Linked DNA regions of Mus musculus: all the other regions are linked to region 1. A link is a contact called in public promoter capture Hi-C data. All regions are on one chromosome and are shown on one strand. The core of a region is the stretch at or near the end of the contact, and the rest is flanking DNA. Distances in the headings are between cores, read along the strand shown.

The links. Promoter capture Hi-C pulls out the DNA fragments that hold promoters and counts their contacts. Capture Hi-C pulls out chosen DNA fragments and counts their contacts.
Region 2: a promoter capture Hi-C map of embryonic stem cells shows a contact between it and region 1, with 3 times the contacts expected there. The contact joins the enhancer-like site here to the promoter of Adora1 in region 1. A contact is called at or near these places in 10 of 39 promoter capture datasets (cranial neural crest, embryonic stem cells, epiblast stem cells and 5 more), 2 of 484 Hi-C or Micro-C datasets (both in embryonic stem cells) and 1 of 115 datasets of contacts at active chromatin or transcription factors (neural tube).
Region 3: a promoter capture Hi-C map of adipose tissue shows a contact between it and region 1. The contact joins the promoter of Optc here to the promoter of Adora1 in region 1. A contact is called at or near these places in 5 of 39 promoter capture datasets (the C10 cell line, the SN4741 cell line, embryonic stem cells and 2 more), 7 of 484 Hi-C or Micro-C datasets (B cells, cerebellum, cerebral cortex and 4 more) and 3 of 9 other capture datasets (adipose tissue, liver and pancreatic islet).

Annotation. Positions count from the first base shown.
Region 1 is chr1:134,234,013-134,236,777 of GRCm38.p6, reverse strand. It overlaps Adora1 (adenosine A1 receptor), which reads left to right and starts at 1,321. Exons shown (of 2, transcript NM_001008533.3): 1 at 1,321-2,763. The coding sequence starts at 2,423.
Region 2 is chr1:133,740,631-133,743,395 of GRCm38.p6, reverse strand. All of the region lies in intron 1 of Atp2b4 (ATPase, Ca++ transporting, plasma membrane 4), which reads left to right. Among named protein-coding and RNA genes, the nearest start is that of Atp2b4, 12 kb to the left of the region's middle. Within about 2 kb of position 1,370, at least 37 of the 459 cell types and tissues checked have an H3K27ac peak or open chromatin away from gene starts, as enhancers often do. A contact at or near this core is called in embryonic stem cells and trophoblast stem cells, where this site is marked.
Region 3 is chr1:133,905,856-133,908,620 of GRCm38.p6, reverse strand. It overlaps Optc (opticin), which reads left to right and starts at 1,448. Exons shown (of 7, transcript NM_054076.3): 1 at 1,448-1,690. The coding sequence starts at 1,587.

The DNA of each region.
Region 1 (2,765 bases), core at 72-2,571:
GAAAGAGCCAAGAGGCACAGATGCCATGCAGATCTCAGCCTCATGTCGCATGGTATGGGCAGGGGCAGGATGGCAGCTTGCTCTTAGGAGTAGGGAGGAATGGGAGGTAGGCAGGAAGGATGCCTGTCATGGATGAGCTGATCTTTTGTCATCAAACTCACAGTCCCCTGTTGTCTGAGGGTGGAAGTGGAAGTGAAGCCCTGGGTCTCCTGGAAGTGTCCTCCCCTCATTGGGCTTCTTTCTCTGGAGAAAACCGAATAGCTCCCACCCTTCCTCCCAGCCACCCAGGTTCCAGAGGAAACTGCTCCTTCCTGTGCTCCTGCAGCACACCCCAGCAGAAGTTGCTCTCCCTCCTGTGGGCAGAGCCCTTCTCCTCAGCTGGGATCCAGCAAGGGGGCAGCAGGTTGTAGGGTTTCCCCTAGCCTGACTCACCCAGCTACTGTACAGTGCAGACCCTTGACCAACAAACAGGATTTCTCAGGGTGGGATCTCTCTATAAGGCACTGAGAGGGAAGGCTTGGGGCTGTGCGTGAGCCAGTGATGAAGTGAGGGCCAGGGACACTGTGGGGGAGGGCGAGGTGGGGAGGGCACTGTGGGAAGGGCACTGTGCTGGTGCTTCAGTGTGTTAGTCTTTGGCAAGTTCCTTTCATTTCCCAGCCTGAATCTTTTTCTGGAGCACAAGGGATTGGACTAGATACTGTGTAGTCTTAGGTGCTGGGGCAGAAAGGAGAAGGAGAAGGAGGAGGAGGGGGAGGGGAAGGAGCATAGTAGTGTAACACTGACAGTGGGGGTCATTTCTCTGAGCCTCAGCATCCTCATCTGCAAAATGGAAATTACGAAGAGCCTGAAAAGCACTCTGAGCGATGGATGAGAAAGGGCTATGACTCAGGAGACTGCCTGCAAAGTAACGTGTGTGCGGGAAGCCTGTGCGCTCCTGACAGTGCTGGGACTGCTTTCCTGAAGAGAGTAGGTTTTAAGATTAGGGGAGGCGCCCAGATGCCAATGGTTGGTGGCGGTGGGAGACCAGAGAGGGGCCCTCTTGAGTCCCGCAGGTGATTAGGGCTTGGGCTGTCCGCCTGCTGCATTGAGAAGGGAGGGAGGGAGTAAGGGAAAGAGGGAACACGGGAATCGGCACCTCGGTACTGTCCCTGTCCCGAGGCCGGATCCATACATCACACCATTCGAGACGCTCACGTTTTCCCAGCTTTTCTCACACTGAATCACTTCCTTTGTTTAGAGGAGGGGGTAGGGGAGGAGACGGAGGGCGACGAGGGAGGGGCCCGCGGGTGCCGCCGCCGCCCCCGCCCCCGCCCCCTCCCCCTCCCGGTGTGCGGAGCCCGATTGTCACTCAGCTCCCGCGCCGGGGGCGACGAAGGCGCCGGCGCCAGAGTGGAGTCTCGGCTGGCTACCACCCCTTGGACATAACTGGCTAGCCCTGGGTTCCCCTGGCATCCTCTGAGGGAGCGACTGCCCAAGGTTTTGAGGTCTGGGGATACTTGGCTAGACAGTTCAGGTGGCCAGGCGCTCTGCCAGCTTTGGTGTGACCTTGGGTAAGTCTGTGGCTCAGTTCGTGCATCATGAGTGTGCAGGAAAGGGGTGGATGAAATGACTGGGGTGTCCCCCTTGGGGCAGTCGATGGGTAAGGATTCTGGGCAGAGCTGGAGCTGGACCAGGCTTCTGTTAAGAATCGGGCACCAGCGGCGTCCCAGGTGGGTGGGCACAGGGTAGGCGTGCGCGCACGCGGGGAATGGGAGCCGGTGGACCCGCCAGGTCCTGGGCTTAGTCCCTCAGAATCACGCCTGCCATCCAGTCCCAGGTACGAAACAGGGGCACTACCTCTTTAAAGGCGTCCGGGGCTGAGCCTCTGCCACACCATGTGATTGCTTGAAAGGCCGGGCTGGGAGCGCAGCGGCGGGAGCCTGGAGAACGATGAGCCGATGCGCGCGCGGTGCCCAGAACCCAACCCTGCCCGGCGCGGCTCCGGAAAGCCGCCCGGGGAACTTAGGGCAACGCCTTTGGGACCCCCTACCGGTTGGCAGGCAGGATGGTGAGCTCCTTGCCTCCGGGTCGGCGGACACCTGTGGGCACTGTGGATTCACAGGGGATCCTTGTGGAGTAAGTGTACAGGGAGCCACCTCACACCTGATACAAAAACCAGTGGTGGAGTGAGTGCTGCTATTTTAAGTTGCTGAATGGAACCTCTAAGGACAAGGGGAGGGGACAGAGGTTAAGCAGATAGTGAGCCTGAGTGTCTGGCCAGCTTGGGCAGGCACTGCATCACTTTACTGGGGCACATCTTCGCAGGGCTGCCTATGTCCCCCTCCTTCCCAGGCTGGCATCCCCACCGCAGGCTTCCTGACCACAGGTGCTGGCCTCGCGCCCCAGGGCGCCTGTCTGCTGATGTGCCCAGCTCCTGCCCACCATGCCGCCGTACATCTCGGCCTTCCAGGCTGCCTACATTGGCATCGAGGTGCTCATTGCCTTGGTCTCTGTGCCCGGAAATGTACTGGTGATTTGGGCTGTGAAGGTGAACCAGGCACTTCGCGATGCTACCTTCTGCTTCATCGTATCCCTGGCGGTAGCTGATGTGGCTGTTGGCGCCCTGGTCATCCCACTGGCCATCCTTATCAACATTGGGCCACAGACCTACTTCCACACCTGCCTCATGGTGGCCTGTCCTGTCCTCATCCTCACCCAGAGCTCCATCCTGGCTCTGCTTGCTATTGCTGTGGATCGGTACCTCCGAGTCAAGATCCCTCTCCGGT
Region 2 (2,765 bases), core at 121-2,620, 490 kb after region 1:
TTCCTAAGTAGCCTTAGAGGCCACCAAAGGTCTCGGTGCCCAGCTTCACTCTGAGTAAAAGCCACATCGGGTTTTAAGTAAGTGAGTAACATCTTTGAAAAGATCTTTGTGGGCAGAGGAGGGGGCAGGAGGTGATCATTAGAATATTGAGAACCTGAGGAGCTAGGTGGCCACCCCTACCCTGCATGATGAGGTAGGTTGCTCTGGCAGACTCACCTTGGAAAGGGTGTTAGTCCCTTAAATTGATATTTAGTAGGTTTTTAGAGATGAGGTTCTATAGCACAGGCTGACTGGGAGCTCACCATGTGGTCCAGGCTGGCCATCCTCCTGCTTTAATCTCTCAAATGCTGAGGAAACAGGCCCGAGTCACCACAGCAGGCTCTGGTCTTTACTATCTGACATCCCGGGTGCCCTCGCAATACTTTCCGGCCCTTACCAAAAGGAGGGAAGAAGAGTGGTTCCCTCCCAGTGTGGTGTGTTGTGGATCTTACATCTTTGCGACACAAAATCCCCTCAAACCGATCTGTCCACCCAGAGCTGCAATCCCAAGCTGGCTCAAGCCCTGCTCTATTCGGTCCCCTGGGGCAAAGAATCAGCAAGTCCCGCCTCCTGGCCACCCTGCCCCTGCAAGCCTGGGCACCCAGATGCCCTGCCCAGAACACTCCTCTCCCAGACCCTCCCCTGCCTTTCCCACTGGGAACCTGACTTCCCATGGCAGGGCAGACAGAGGAGGCTGAGGACTGTCTGGAAAAGAGCTCAATGAGTCTTTTCGAGCTTTGAAAGCAGCTTTGCTCCCCGGTGGAGCCCGACTGTCTGCTGAGCTGCAGTGAGGGGTTTACTGCTGGGTTATAGGGCCCTGGGTTATAGTCTCAGGCACCGTGTGCCCAAACGGTTCCCTGTCCCTTGCCTCCTAATGAATGAAAATGGCCTCCAGCCCCACCCTTCACAATATGATCCTAACTATGCCATCCTGGCCGACTTCACCTAGGGCCTGTCTCACACTCCTCTCTCTCAGAGCCAGAAGGTTCTCCACTCCAGCTGCTGCTGATTTATTTTGTGAGTCCCCGGGAGTGGAGGCCACTTCCCACCCTGCAGGCCATATTCCCTGCGAACTTAATTGCCCATTTTCATGGACCTCCCCCCTCCCCAACTTGTTCAGTGGAAAGAGAATGTTCGCCCACACACCGAGCCTGTCTGTTTCCTCGGGGGTTTTGGTTGGGAGGCCTCTGTGTTGAGCGAGTGTGGAGTCCCTGACATCCTGACCTCCACTCTGTCCTTGCTCCTTCCAGGCACACACATTTCCTTGCTTTGTGTGAAGCTCAGTGGAGTATCCCTGCCCCGGATTCTGAGTGTCCTTGGCTGTCGACCTGTTTTCAAGACAAAGAGTGCCCCACCCTACCTGTGGGGGAACCCATTGAATGGGCAGCCAACGGCATCCAGTGCCAAAGCCATCCAGTGCCAAAGCCAAAGCCAAAGCCAAAAAAAAATCTAATTTGTCGCAAATATGTGAACAACTTAATGAATACCAACTTGGATTGACTGCTAGGCGGGCTTTCCCTACCACCTCTGACTCCAGACGAGGGGCCAGGATTCTCAGGAAGCTACTGAGTATAATTCTGCCTCCCCACCCCCATGCTGGGAGAGAAAGGGAGAGGAAGGGAGAGAGAGGTGTTAGGGTTACATGTTCTGTTTTAGTGGGGAAAATGCTGGTCGTCATTAACTGTATAGTATCTAGAAACTTCGTAACCTTGCTTGGCTCTTATTCAGCCTGAGCTGCAATACTTTGTCTAGTTGATACCAAGTACTTAGCCACTGAGTAAAGCAGCTTGCTGGGGGTTGCATGAGAAATGGAAAGGCAGGGATGATACAACTAAGGCTACCTTGCCTTGAGAGTTCTACTTCAGTGATCTACAGCTCCTAGAACTTGGAATGAAGACACACGGGTAGCCTCTGCCTCCACCTGCATGACCAAGAACAGGTAGCTAGTTCTTTCTGGCCCAAGCACGTGTGAGCCGGCATGTTCGGGTCATTGCCAGAATTTGCATACTCCTCTGAGGAAAGAGTCCCTGTGCATCCCAAGAACATTCTTGTGCTTCTGTTCTTAGAGCTAGGGCCTTGGTGTGCACCACAGCCCCCAAGGAACAGATGACATTTACTTAGCCTGGTCGCTAGAAACAAAAGGCCCTGTCCTGAGGCCAGCTTGTCTCCCGTATTCATTTATAAACTTTTAAAGCCCTGAACAAACTGGGCTGGTTGAGCACGTGCTCACTGCTCCGCAGCCCTAGGAATTATAACTGGACATGGGGTCTCTTAGTTTTGTTTGTGTGTTTGTTTGTTTGTTTGTTTAATGTCTTTTACAAACCCCTACACTGGTTTGTAAGTCAGACCACATACAGTGATGTCTTTCAAAGCAGTTAGCCCTAAGGTACCTCTCAGAAGGGCCCTCTGGAAGAAAGTGAGCCTTTTAACCATTTTTACCCATTGTTCAAGTCAACCTATCAAGACAAGCCTCCTTGTCCTCTGCTTCCTGCCTCCTGCCTCCTGCCTCCTGCCTCCTGCCTCCTGCCTCCTGCCTCCTGCCTCCTGCCTCCTGCCTCCTGCCTCCTGCCTCCTGCCTCCTGCCTCCTGCCTCCTGCCTCCTGCCTCCTGCCTCCTGCCTCCTGCCTCCTGCCTCCTGCCTCCTGCCTCCTCTGCCTCCTGCCTCCTGCCTCCTCTGCCTCCTGCCTCCTCTGCCTCCTGCCTCCTCTGCCTCCTGCCTCCTCTGC
Region 3 (2,765 bases), core at 199-2,698, 330 kb after region 1:
TGCCTGGGGGGGCGGGGGGGCGGGGGGCGGGGAGTGCGTGGGAGCAGGCGCAGGCGCTGTGCAGGGCTGGCTGCGCAGCCTGGGATTGCGGGGGCGGACGCTCAGGCGAGATGGCGCGACTGGGGCGGGGTGGGGTGGGAGAGGAGCGGCGGGAGTGTGAAGGGGGGTGTGTCACCGAGAGCAGGGAGAAGTGTGAGAGCAGGTGGCAGGGGGAAATGAATGAACAGTCTCATCTATATTCCTTGTAGGGATAAATTGCGTGGAGTTGGGAGGGGGCCACGGTCTCGGCTGTCTGTGGGGCCCGAGGGTCTCTGGAAGAACAGAATGAAGGGGTAGGGCCAGCCAAATGTGCCATCTGCTTCGAGGGCGTCCTCTTGGCTTGTGACTTTTATCTCCTTCCACCCAGCCGAGTTTCTGAAGCTGTCAGTTCCCAGATGGGGGATCTCCGAGACAAAACAGCCTTGTTCTGGCAGGCGGCCTCTTCTGGCTGCCGGAATCCCCTTCCCACAGCAGCTGAGGAGTCCTCGGGGTCTATTAGGTCTGCCCACTCACCTGGCATCGCAAGCTGGGGGTGGGTTCTGCTAAGGCCATCTGTTCTGAGGGTAGAGTCACTGTGTTCTCAGGATTCCTGAGATGAAGTTGTAAGAAGGTGAGCCTTGTGAACTCAGAATCTAACACTCAAAATGTAGTGCTCGGCTAGGCCTGGGTGACCTTGGACCAATCGTTTCTCTTTTGCCCTCTGTTTCGTCCTGTATCGGTGGTCTTCAGAGGGCCTCCCTGCTGGGATTCAGGGTGTGACCAGAGGAAAGGAGGAGGGGGTGGAGAGCATCTGAGAAGAGCCTGGGCAGCGGAATCCGGATGACATTCGCCAGCCCCTACCCTCTTCTGGGGATATCTGAGGCACATCCCAAAGAAAGATGGGGCCCATGGAAAGTCAGAGTTGGGAGAGAAGTGTTAGGTTCCAGGCCAGAGGCTATGCACAATGACAATGTCTTGGGTGTTTGTAAGCCAATGTCCCACTCCTGTCCTTGTCCTTTCTTCCTACGGGAGTTAGAGAACTTCCTGTCTTGTTGTTGGTGACCACTGCTTGTGAGCTTGAAGTTAGTCTTTACATCTTACCCGACTCCCTGTCTCCTGCTGTACCACCACAGTGCTCTAGGGATAGGGCTGAGTGGGGTGCCCCAGTTCAAGCTCTTTTTTTCTTTGGATTCCATCTATGAAGTCCAGTGTCGTTATTTCTGAGGGAGTGGAGGTGGGGTGGGGTGGGGGATGGGGATGGGGACAGGGACAGCAAGCTCCATCCATCCAAGAAACCTCAGCTTGGATGAGTCTTCTGGAATCTAACTGACCAACCCTCAAAGATCAGAGAAGAAGGTGTAGCGGCCATGAGTGTGTGTGTGTGTGTGTGTGTGTGTGTGTGTGTGTGTTCACCCCCACACAAAGAATTCCTGTTCATTAAGTGAAGAAATGAGATTAGGGACCCCTGAGGAAAAAGGAAGGGAAACAGCAGGGCACTTGAAAGAATGGGGAATCTAATTAGACACATGCATCCCTGGCCAACCACTCGTCCTCTCCCTGGCCAATAGATGAGGGGGTGTCTAGCTGTCCCCTGCTCTGACAGGCAGTCATCATCTCCACCAGAAGCTCCCTGGAAGCTGCTGAGCCAGACGGAACCAAAAGCATCTAAAAGGTAAGGTCCAAGGTTGGAGGCCTCATGCCCACTGGCACAAAAGCAAAGGGATGGAGTCGGGGCTGTGGCAGGAACTGGGCAGAGAATGGCAAGAGTACAAGGCTCTGATCAAAGAAGCTGCGAGGGGCTTCCGGGTGGTCAGTAAACTGCCTTGGGGGTGGTCTTGAAGAGCATAGATTTCAGTTTGGAGTGGGAATAGGGAACAGAGAGATACGACCTCTTACTACTGCTGGGGACTTACCATTCAGCCCGGCTGAGATTAGGAAGAAACCTGCGCAGGCGGCTTTGGGAGGGCTGTGTAATCAGCTGCAGATGGATGGCTACGATGCTGCAGGCACTTCCGTATCCACAGCACACTCAGCCCTCCACCTGCCTGCACAGATGTGAGTGACCTGCAGACGACGTCTGTGCTCATACGCCTGCACACCATGTCCTCCCAGGAACCCAAGTGCAGACACATATGTATACAGATAGCTGCCGAGCTTTCTGATGGCAAAACACTGCAGAACCTCATACCAACCCTCTGCTTTCCACAACGTGTTTCTAAAATGCTGCATTTCTAAGGCGATGTTACCAGCCAACGTCCTTCTTTTACATTGTATGTTAAGTTCTAAGACTTTGTCTCCAAAGTGACTGGTTGTTCCTACAAAGGACTGGACCTCATTCCTTTCTGCACCTCCAGAGAGAGGAATATCCGGGGACTACAACTTAATAAACGTCCCATGGATGTTTAAGTGACTGAAGGACCGAGTGGCCTTAGAGTAGCCACAAGTAGGGTTAGGGAGAGAGCTCAGTCGGTAGCAGGCTTGTCTAACATGCTTGAAGCTCTGTGCTAGATACCCAGCATTTCATACACCAGGCATGATAGTGCACACCTGTAATCCCAGCCCATGGGAGGTAGAGGCAGGAGGATCAAAAGTTCAAAGTCCTTCTCCACTACATAAGTTTGAAGCCAACCTAGGGTACATGAGAGCCTATCTCACAAAAAAAAAGAAAAAGAAAAAAGGAAACAAAAGTCTCTCTCTCTCTCTCTCTCTCTCTCTCTCTCTCTCTCTCTCTCTCTCTCGTTTTTTTG